2 separate regions of the Gossypium arboreum genome follow, and region 1 is linked to region 2. Evidence: chromatin contacts called from public Hi-C data. All regions are on one chromosome and are shown on one strand. The core of a region is the stretch at or near the end of the contact, and the rest is flanking DNA. Distances in the headings are between cores, read along the strand shown. Region 1 holds the start of LOC108481890. Region 2 holds the start of LOC108483672 (indole-3-acetic acid-amido synthetase GH3.6).

Region 1 (5,538 bases), core at 259-2,758, 270 kb before region 2:
CATTTGATTGAATAATTAGGACTTGTCTCTTCTAAACCACTATTGATAACCCTTTTTCCCATTGGAAGACAAAATATGATATATCTTATCAAAACTCCTATGAAGTACCATAATTTGGCTGTCAGTTGCTGCAAAAAATTGTTAAGAAGAATATACAGTCCTAGAAGGTTTGAGTGTGTGGGGGTTAGGGCACATGGTTGAATTTCTAGGCCAAAGACTTGACAGCATGACCTCATTTTTGCATCAATAATAGCAATAGTTATAAAGTTTTATTCTTTATTCTTTATTCTTTATATACATAAAAGAAAAGGGTTAGTATATAATTAGTCTGAAAATAAAATTTTGATTAAAGTTGTTTATGATTTTGAAGAGTAGGACCCTGGGGGGAGCCTGGAAAAGTAAGGTCCAATTTATTTAATTTTTTTAAAATATATTTTTGAAGGGGTTGATGATGGAAATATGAAGAGGAAGGATTGGTCGGACCTACTTCCTGCATCCCTTTATTCTCTTATAGTCATTATTGCTGTTCAGGGCCCATCACCAGTTTTTCTGTTCAGATCCATATTTTATTACAATAGTACAACCTATATATATTTAAAAAAAAAAAAAAAAAAAAAGAGTGTCGTAACAACATCACCCCAATTTTGAAATTTCAAAATACCCTTTATATCTTATTATGATTTGTAACAAGTATTTTTATTAAAAAAAGTATATTTAGTAAAGGAAAAACCTTAAAGAGGGGAGTATCTTTGGTTTTCTCCACTTCACTAGCACATTAATATATATTACTCAATTTTAATTTATATAAAAAATTTAACCAATATTAAATAATAGGCTGCAAGTTTTATATAATATCCAAAAATAAAATATTTATATTTCTTCTAGTAACACATATAACAAGTTTTATATAATGTTTGGTATAATTTTTAGATTTTACAATCGTGGTTAAGAGGGTAAAAAGTGTCATATAGAAGTATTACAAAATATTAAAAAAAAGAGACATGATAATTTTAAGACTACTTGTAGAATAAAAAAGTATACTCCAAGTGTATCAAATATTAATCCTTACAATAACTAGACATAAAATAAACAATAGTTAATACAATTTTAGATTTGAAATTAGAAAATGAATAAAACCTCTTCAAAATAGGAAAAATATTTTCTTTCTCTTTGTTAAAAATAAGTTATGCGATTAACTAAATATTACCAAATATATTAATTTATCACATTTACATTCAAATATAAAAAAATAAAGAAGCCCATTTATGAATGTTATAAAGCATCTTTCATTGGGGCATTGGCTTATAATGGTTAAATAAAAACCCCATTTGTCAAAGCCATGGGCATGGTTCACCACCCTTAGGTCCATTTTAGGCCCCAAGAATGGTTGTATTTATGAATTTTGTAGGCACTTGGGTCCATATTTTTAAGATCATGGGCCTTAGTGGTTAAATAATAGCCCCATTTTTCCAGTACAATGGGCTTTGATTAATGGCATACAAATTATATGGCCATTTTGCAACACCCAATTTGCCCTTTCGGAGAAAAAAACTGAAAAAGGCGGCCGAAAAAGAAAAATAGCTTTTCAGTTCAGCCATGGATCTTCTTTTCAAAGCCTACTCCAACACTTCAGACGATGAACCCGAACCCGAACCCGACCCTGAACCCAAACCTGTAAACCATCACCACCTCCCTTTCCGCCCTTCCAAACGGCCCAAACCCGAATACCTATTTCCCACATTGGATCTTCAAAAGAGAGAAGAAGCTCCGCTTCCCGGCAGGTACATATCGAAAAGGGAACGAGCACTTGCTGGTGCGGTTTCCCAGGCTCATGAACCGAACCCGATTCACCGGGATCATCATGTCATCAATCAATCAGGTACTTGTTGCTTTTGCCTTTTTCTTTTATTTCCCCAATTTTAGCGGCTTTTTTTTTTTTTTTGGTTTAAAGTTGCAGTTTTTGATTATTATTTTGTTGAAAACCAAGTGAAAAGAGGAAATGGGTAGTCTTGTCATTGATGAAATAATCAATGTTTAAAATTAGAAACTTAATTTAATTTGTGTTTTCAATTGAGTAGAGAAATTTTGGATTGAATTGGTGACTCGGTAGGAAGAAAATGTTCATGTAAATTTTTTTTTGTTGTTGTTGTTGATACTACCTTTTGGCAAGGAGGCGGCTGGAGCCGAGACTCAATTGCCTTGCACTCTATTTGAGTATTTAATATTCCTTGTATAGTTCAATGATCTTATCTCATTCAAAGATTAGTGCCATTTTTTTTACTGTTGCCTATTTCACTGAGCCCATTTTCTTTCCTCTACATTGTGTATTGAAGTCTTTTGTTCAGATTCTGCTAGTTGTGGATTTAGTCATTTTTATAGTATTTTTTCTGGCATAATCGGTAACAATTAAATTCGTTAGGTCAAATTCTACATGCGTTAGTTGTGATTTAGTTTTTGTGCTTTGAGTCAATCATTTCTAGAAACCATTTTTTTGGGATTTTGAAATTTTAAGTCATGTCTCAGGCTACTTGTAGTCGTTAAATTCATTGACTAAAATGAGGTGGCATTTTTGTGACTATTATATGGAAATAGTAAGTTGACATTGAATTTCCGTGTGATAATTGTTTATTGCATAAAATTTCGGAAACAACAAAATTTAACATAGTGACTAAAGTTGAAATTTCAAAATTTGAAAAGTACAAGGGCTACAGTTTCAAAATTCGAAAAGTACAAGGACTAAAAATGATTAAATTAGAGTATAGTGACTAAATTTGCAGTTTAGTACACGGGACTAATGGCAAAATTTGACTAACTCTTTTTTTTGGCATTAATATGATAATATCTTACTCATGTATTCTACAGCTTGTTTTAGAATTGCTTGTGTTTCCTTTGTGTACACAATTATTGGGTTGGAACTTCAAACAGGGTCAGGGAAGCAAAAAGCAAATGGATATGAGCCCTCAAATGATAGAAAGAAAATTTTAACATGGTTTGTTCTGATGATGTGCTCCTGTCTGATAGTTATACCAGTCAAATCTGTATCCTTCAGTGTTTTTCGCGTCTAATCAAAGGGCCAGATCGAATAAATGTATAAGCCCGATTGTTGACAGAATCTGTCCAAATATTTGACAAGCTTATTGTTAAAAATTGGATGTTTCCTCTATTTGTAGAACGAAGTCTCACCCGTTCATAAAAGTATTCACCATAACAAATGTATTCGTGAATCTTGTTTGTTCCTTATTATTTATGATACTTTTATTGAGTAGTGTTAATAACAATAAGGTTTATGCTACGTCGTTGTACTCATAAGCTGTTCACTTGTGTCAAGATTAACTTTTACTATAATCATAAGAACTTGTGTCATTTTTCCTGCTGATACAGTAATCTCTTGTTCTCAGTTCTTGGAAGCATTTCAGAACTGGATCTACCACATGATGTTCTTTCATTGATGCGGCATAAACCAAAGGGCCGTACACAGCTAAGTCAAATTCCTGGAAAGCTTTCTGTAGCTCTGCATGGGCATGCAAAAGCTGTTAATGCTGTTCATTGGTCACCGACTCATGGTGTGCTATTGTTTTTCTAAAACCATCGACTTTTTACCTTTGTTGTTTTAGTGCATTATATTTATTGGTCCGGTCTTCTGAGTGCCATTTTAACTGTTTATGATCTAGTTTACAGTTCATCTACTTGCTTCTGCGGGGATGGATCAAACAATCTGCATATGGAATGTATGGAGCAGAGGTCAGAAAAAAGCTCGTGTGTTTAGCTTTCATAATGCAGCTGTGAAAGATGTTAAATGGTCACAGCAGGGACCATTTGTACTTTCTTGTGGATATGACTGTTCATCAAGGTTGATTGATGTTGAAAAGGGTCTTGAATCTCTGATTTTTAGAGATGATCAAGTTGTTGGAGTTATAAAATTCCATCCAGATGACTCAAACCTATTCCTTTCTGGGGGGTCGAAGGGCAGACTCAGATTGTGGGATGTTAGAACTGGCAAGGTGGTCCATGAATACATTCGAGGTCTGGGTCCAATTCTTGATGTTGAATTCTCCACTGATGGGAAGCAATTTGTATCTTCCAGTGATGTTTCCGGGAGTAACATCAGTGAAAATTCCATTATTGTCTGGGACATCTCTAGACAGGTTCCACTGTCTAATGAGGTTAGAGACATATTTCTACATCATTTAGTCTCCATCGCTGAGATTTTTATGGTAGAGCTATTTCCACCTCATATTGCCTCCTCTTTTTCTTTTGTTCTGTCATAAAGTTAGTTTATGGCTATCTTCCAACCTAAATATATTACCTTTTGCTATACTTCTTCCTGAGCATGGCCTCCTATCACGGTGATAAAGAAAATTACAAATTAAAATGACTAGATAGTTGAATAGATTACTTGCAAGGAATTGAAACACAAAATTTCCGTATTAAACCTTTGTTTCTTCTCACAATTGATTTTTATTTTTTGTGTCGAATTAAAACTGTATGTAGCAAGTGTTGAGTCATGACATAAGTCTCTACCATTATGTAATTGTAAAATAATAATGTTTTTGAACCTTAATAAGCTGTAAGTGCAAAATTGTTTACAATCTTTTGACGTATTACTAGAACAAGCGAGGATAAATCTTCACTGTTACTGTGTGGTCAAGTAATTGAATCATATTTTTAGGAATTATTGTTTGAATCTATATTTGTATTACATAATTCCTTTAACCCATTCCCTTGCTTTCATGCCTCAAATTGCATTGTTTCTGTTATTGATCAATGCTTCGAGGAGAACAGTAAAAGTTATTGCTGACTCAGTCAAGGTGGGCTAGCTAATAGCCATTGTATCTGCTATGCTTTGCTGTAACCTATATACCCCTTGTAGGTTAGCTTCATAGGTCATAATGCTTTGATTTGAACATTCTGTGTTAATAATTTCTTGGCAGAAATCACAAAAGCGTCCTTAGTCAGGACTATAATTTGGGGTTTGGTACACATCTAAATCGAGTAAAAAGAAAGAATTCCATGGCTTATCTGTGTAGGAAATTTAGGCCAAACTTTATCTTGGTGCCTCTATGCTACAGAGGTTTATAAATGAACCATTAGTTTGTTTGTAGACTTGGCACCTATCTTTTCTGTTCAAGTTGACAATTCTTGAGAGAGTTATTTGAATGCTGCCTCTTATGTTACATCCATTTAAGTCGGGTCCAATTTGCATGACTTTGGAGTTTGATATGAGTCGTGTCATTAAAGCACACATGCATGCACAAAAGTGTTTCTTTTTTGTATGGAAACGAAAAGATGCATAATCAATCAGCTATTTCAGAATACTATTTTCCTGTGTAAGATTGATGTTCCCTTGGACTAAAGTCATGTACTTCAATAACTCTTGTCACTTCTATTTCCCTTTCAAATATAGAAGGGGATGTAACAAATGTCTCTCTTTAGCCCTTTGATATGGATATGTCCCAATCATATCTTTTCAGTTGATCCTTTTCGTATGGATATTGCAATTCAAGACAACCTTGATAGGATATTAGGATGAAGTTTAAC
Region 2 (5,427 bases), core at 2,393-4,892:
AAATTATAACTTTTTTTAGTTAAGTGATCGAAATAAAAATTTCCCATAGCTTTGTAACTAATGGTATAGTTTACCCAATTTATTATTATGTGTTGAGTCATAGTAAGAAAGTATTAGTCAACTTATCATACCAAGAGAAAAACTTGACATATATATTAACCCTTTTATTTGGCCAAACTCCAAAGTCAAGAAAAAAAATAATTGAAGGCAAAATGAAGTAAGAAATGGAAAGTGATGGATGAAGATATTGTTTCACATTGTCCACCGTCTTTTAAGTATTTACTGTTTTATTGTAACCCTACCTATGACTTTCATGCGTCCTTCCAACACATAACTTCTTATATAATCTTATTTTATACATTACAAATAACAAAAAGTCATAGTATGTTAATAATTAGTAAAAAAGTCTTACAAAATATTGGTGCAATTATATTAGTTATGGGTCTATTCCATCACCCGGCGTGCATTTTTGGTTAGGTCAACAAGTTTTTCCTCTTTTTTCAAGCTTACTAACTTTATCTTTTTTAATTTTAGGTAAATTACATTATTAGTCACTTAATTATGGGTAAATTTTCGTTTTGGTTATTTAATTAAAAAGTTATAATTTAGTCACTAGCGTTTTCGAAAAAAATTACCACCAAACTGTTAAGTGACTAATGGTGACACTTTTTAACCGGTATAATAATAATTTTAATCCCTATATTTTATATTTTTTATCAATTTGACCCTGATTTTATATAAATTGATAAAATTAAAATTCTTTTGAAAAATTTAGAAAATTATAAAAATATATAAAATACATTCAAAATAAAAATAAAAATAGATAAAGGAGAGACAACGAGGGAAATTTGTTTTCATTGTGTGAAAAGAAAAGAAAAAGAATTGGAATATAACTTATTTTTTATTATTCGGTTTTGAAAAATAATTTAAATAAATTAAAATTTTGTATCTTTGGTTAAAAATGGAATTGAAGTTATAATATCAATTTCGAAGAATTTATTCAACAACATAGAACTCAACTTATAGATATTACTAATTTGACTCTATTTTGTTTTTAATGTGTTATTAGATTTGAATGATCATTTTGGTTCTTATGTCTCAATATTGAACAATCTTGAGCTTTAGTACGATATAATCTTGAGTTTTTTGTATTAACATTAGTCTTTAATTATATTTAAGTTTTATATCTAATGAATATTATGTTAAGAGATTGAAATTGATCTATTTGTTTATTCATTTTTGTGATTTTATGGCAATGTTGAAGATTTGTTGTTACAATAACTTGAATTTTTATATAGAATTTTCTATTTCTTTAAATAATTTAAAGTTTTTATAATTTTATATAGAATTAGGGTTAAATTGATCAAAAGTATAAAAACTAAGGACTAAAATTATAATTATACAAACAAAAAGTGCCACCATTAACCGCTTAACAATGAGTGGCTAACACAAACAATTTGAATGCATTAGTGAACAAGTTGTTACTTTTTTAGTTAAAATAACCAAAATAAAAAATTTACACATAATTGAATGACTAATAATAAAATTTACCCTTTAAATTATTATTATAATATTATTTAATATTTCTTATAATTAACTTTTGTTCACATGAAAATTGCAATAGAACAGTAAAATAATTAGAAACCAAATTACTTTAGCCTTGTTTATTAGTTCATTGAAAGTAGGTTTAATGTTTTAAACTTGTTTGATAACATATATATATATATATAAAAAAATCATTAGTTAGAATTTTTCAATGAAAACTCATTGAAAAAGATAAGTAAATAAGGGTCATTTATCATTTAAGAAGACTATATTCAATGAATTTATACTTTATTTTTTTATCATTATTGTTAAAAGTCTGTTTTATAATATTTCTATATTTAACACATTAACTTTTACCATATATATTTTATTTTCAAAACAAAATTAATGGTAAAATATTTTCAAAATCTAACCAACAATTTATTTATATTCAACATTTAATTTTATATAATTCAAGTACAATACTTGTTAAATTCAACATTAAAATCCATAATTTCATTTTTTTATTTATCAAATACCAACTTAGTCTCCATTTTTATATATGCTTTTTGTTTATAAAATTAAAATATTTCATTATTGATTAAATGATTAGTTTTTTTTCTATTATAAACAAGTCAATAATCTATTTTTAAATTTTAATTGACATAAAGTCGAGATTCAAACCTTTATAAGCCCTTACCCAGTAAAAGTGCTAAGAAGATCTATATATTAAGAGTCATATTGTAATTTGTCCCTTCTATTTGAAAAATAAGTAAATTAGTCCATATACATTAGATCAATGACAAACTGGTCATTCTATTAAATATTTCATTCATTTCTATTGTTAAAAAATTATCCTTATATGTCAGATAAGATACACCTAACATATCATATGTTACCATAAGTTATTTCATCAATTATATCAATTTTAATAGAAAAAACCGATTTATTTTTTATCTAATATATAAATATACACCTTTTAATAAAAAATATAATTTAATTTTTATACAAAATCTCCATTAAAAATATATTTTATTAATAAAATAGAGGTATAGTAATACAAAGTCAAAGTCGTAATAGAAATTTGTATAGTAAAAGTTGGGGGCATGACTACTCCTTCTATAAAGTAAGTAATATTATAACAACATATGTAAGAAGCCGAGCTTTTGCAGCCGATTAGGTTCCTAGTAAAAATAAAGTACGTGAAGGAACTGAACTCCCATTCGTACACGTGTCAAATTATAAAATTTGACAGCCAGCTGGCTAGCCGGTCCCACTTAAATCCTTTAAACAAGAAAATAATAAGGAAAACGCGCCCCTCCCAATTATTTACCGTACGCATCTAACACACACACATAATTTGTTTCTCTTCTCTTCTCCATTTTCTTTTCTATTTATCTTTTCAAGAGATATTGACATATTGTCTCGCGAGAACTTCAGAGTAAACGCCGTTTTTTTCATCTGTTACTGGGAAATGCAATTTACAATTACTTGAAACCTAATTTAAAGGAAATTGGCTGCCGGTATTTTTTGAGACACCCGCGGTACAAGCGCGTTTGTACCGGTGATTTTACTGCGGGATTACCGGGAATTGCCTGTCAACCTTTTCTACCCGGTTGAACTGGTTTTTTTCTCCATATCTATATCAAATTACGCTTTATCAATTGTATTTAAGCATATACATTGTACTTTGGAAAAAAAAATCAGTAAATTAATTATGTGTTTTAAGTGAAAATTTCGTGATATTTAATCAAATAAATTGGTTTTTTTTATATATTAAATTGTGAATAGCAATTTTAAATAAAAAGAATTAATATTTTTCTTTTTAAAAATGATAAAATGGGATAATTGGGTACTTGGGATTTTAGAGTGAAGGGAACTGATCAAAGTTAAGGATAGAACTTGAATTGGGTATTTTGGCATGTTTTACTTTGATAGGAAAAAAATATGAAGCATATCGGAATATTCAAATTTCTTTATCTTAAGGCATGCAAAAAACAAAAACAAAAATAAAAATAATTGATAAATAAGAAAAGAGAAATTGACGTATATACCCTTAATTGTACCATTATTTTTTAAAGCTCAAGCAAACTTCAATGCTCCATCTATTTATACCCAACTCCTTCCTTCTTTTTCCCTCACACCTAAACCCAAACCAAAATAATAGACATCCATTTCATCTATCAAACACCCTCCCCTCTCTCTCTCTCTCTCTCTCTCTTTCTTGGCTCTTAAAAAAAAGGCCTTTCTTCCCATTCAAAAAGTGCAAACAACAAATATCAGAATCATGCCTGAAGCACCTAAGAACACACTTAAACCTACTGCAGATTACAACCTGGAACTGAAGAACAAGAAAACCCTTCAGTTCATTGAGGATGTGACTTCAAACGCTGATGAAGTTCAAAAGAAAGTCCTTGAAGAGATCCTTTCACGCAATGCTCATGTTGAGTACCTGCAAACACGTGGCCTTAATGGTCACACTGATAGAGAGACTTTCAAAAAAACCATGCCTGTCATCACCTATGAGGATATCCAACCCCATATTGACCGTATTGCCAATGGTGATACCTCTCCCATACTTTCTTCCAACGCCATTTCTGAGTTCTTGACAAGGTCAGCAAACTAAACAACCCTTTTTCCTTTTTATGCATATGTTTTTTTTTAAAAGGTTTTTCCTGTTTTCGTTTCCTCTCCTCCTAGGCAGGCCATTTCAAACTTGACCTGTTTTACAAGCACATCAGTGATAGCCTGCCTTGTAGATTTCATGTTTATTTTGGTTTTGGCTAAACGGATGGTCTTGGTTTCTTCTTTGCAGCTCTGGGACATCAGGCGGGGAGAGAAAGATGATGCCAACAATTGAAGAGGAGTTAGGAAGGAGGTCACTGCTCTATAGCTTATTGATGCCTGTTATGAGCCAATTTGTCCCTGGTCTAGACAAAGGCAAAGGAATGTACTTTTTGTTTATAAAATCCGAGGCTAAGACACCTGGTGGCCTTGTGGCACGCCCTGTTCTCACTAGCTATTACAAAAGCACCCATTTCAAGGATAGGCCATATGACCCTTACACCAACTACACTAGCCCAAATGAAACCATCCTTTGTCCCGATTCTTACCAAAGCATGTACTCTCAAATGCTTTGTGGACTTTGGCAACACAAAGAGGTCCTCAGGGTGGGCGCTGTTTTTGCCTCTGGCTTCATCAGGGCCATCAAGTTCCTTGAAAAACATTGGCGTCTCCTTTGCAATGATATAAGAACAGGAACCATTGATTCCCAAATCACTGACCAATCTGTGAGAGAGGCTGTTATGAAAATCCTGAAACCTGATCCTAAACTTGCTGATTTCATTGAGGCCGAGTGCAGCAAAGATTCATGGCAAGGGATCATCACAAGGTTATGGCCTAATACAAAATATGTGGATGTGATTGTGACTGGGACCATGTCACAGTACATTCCCACTCTTGATTACTACAGCAATGGCCTCCCTCTCGTCTGCACCATGTATGCATCCAGTGAATGCTATTTTGGTGTCAACCTCAACCCTCTTTGCAAGCCAAGTGAAGTTTCCTACACTCTCGTTCCCACAATGGCCTACTTTGAATTCTTGCCGGTTCAAAGGAACAATGGCGTCACTAGTTCTATTTCTGTGCCCAAAACTCTCAATGAGAAAGAACAACAAGAATTGGTTGACCTTGTTGATGTTAAACTTGGCCAAGAGTATGAGCTTGTTGTCACCACTTATTCAGGTACATCAAAATAACATTTTTAAGAATTATTGTATAGTTTTAGAGACATCATGTTTATACTTTAAGAACTGTAGTATAACTTGTCTATATCTGACAGTTGAAAATAATGCTTTTGCAGGACTTTATCGTTATAGAGTTGGTGATGTGCTAAGGGTAGCA

The links. Hi-C and Micro-C count contacts between places; a contact is called where the count stands out from the background.
Region 1: a contact with region 2 is called in a Hi-C map of leaf, with 4 times the contacts expected there. The contact joins the promoter of LOC108481890 here to the promoter of LOC108483672 in region 2. A contact is called at or near these places in 2 of 5 Hi-C or Micro-C datasets (both in leaf).

What each region holds. Positions count from the first base shown.
Region 1 is chr1:112,625,271-112,630,808 of ASM2569848v2, reverse strand. LOC108481890 reads left to right here and starts at 1,508. Exons shown (of 4, transcript XM_053030477.1): 1 at 1,508-1,879; 2 at 3,399-3,563; 3 at 3,679-4,163. The coding sequence starts at 1,597.
Region 2 is chr1:112,355,847-112,361,273 of ASM2569848v2, reverse strand. LOC108483672 (indole-3-acetic acid-amido synthetase GH3.6) reads left to right here and starts at 3,642. Exons shown (of 3, transcript XM_017787199.2): 1 at 3,642-4,137; 2 at 4,340-5,268; 3 at 5,387-5,427. The coding sequence starts at 3,812.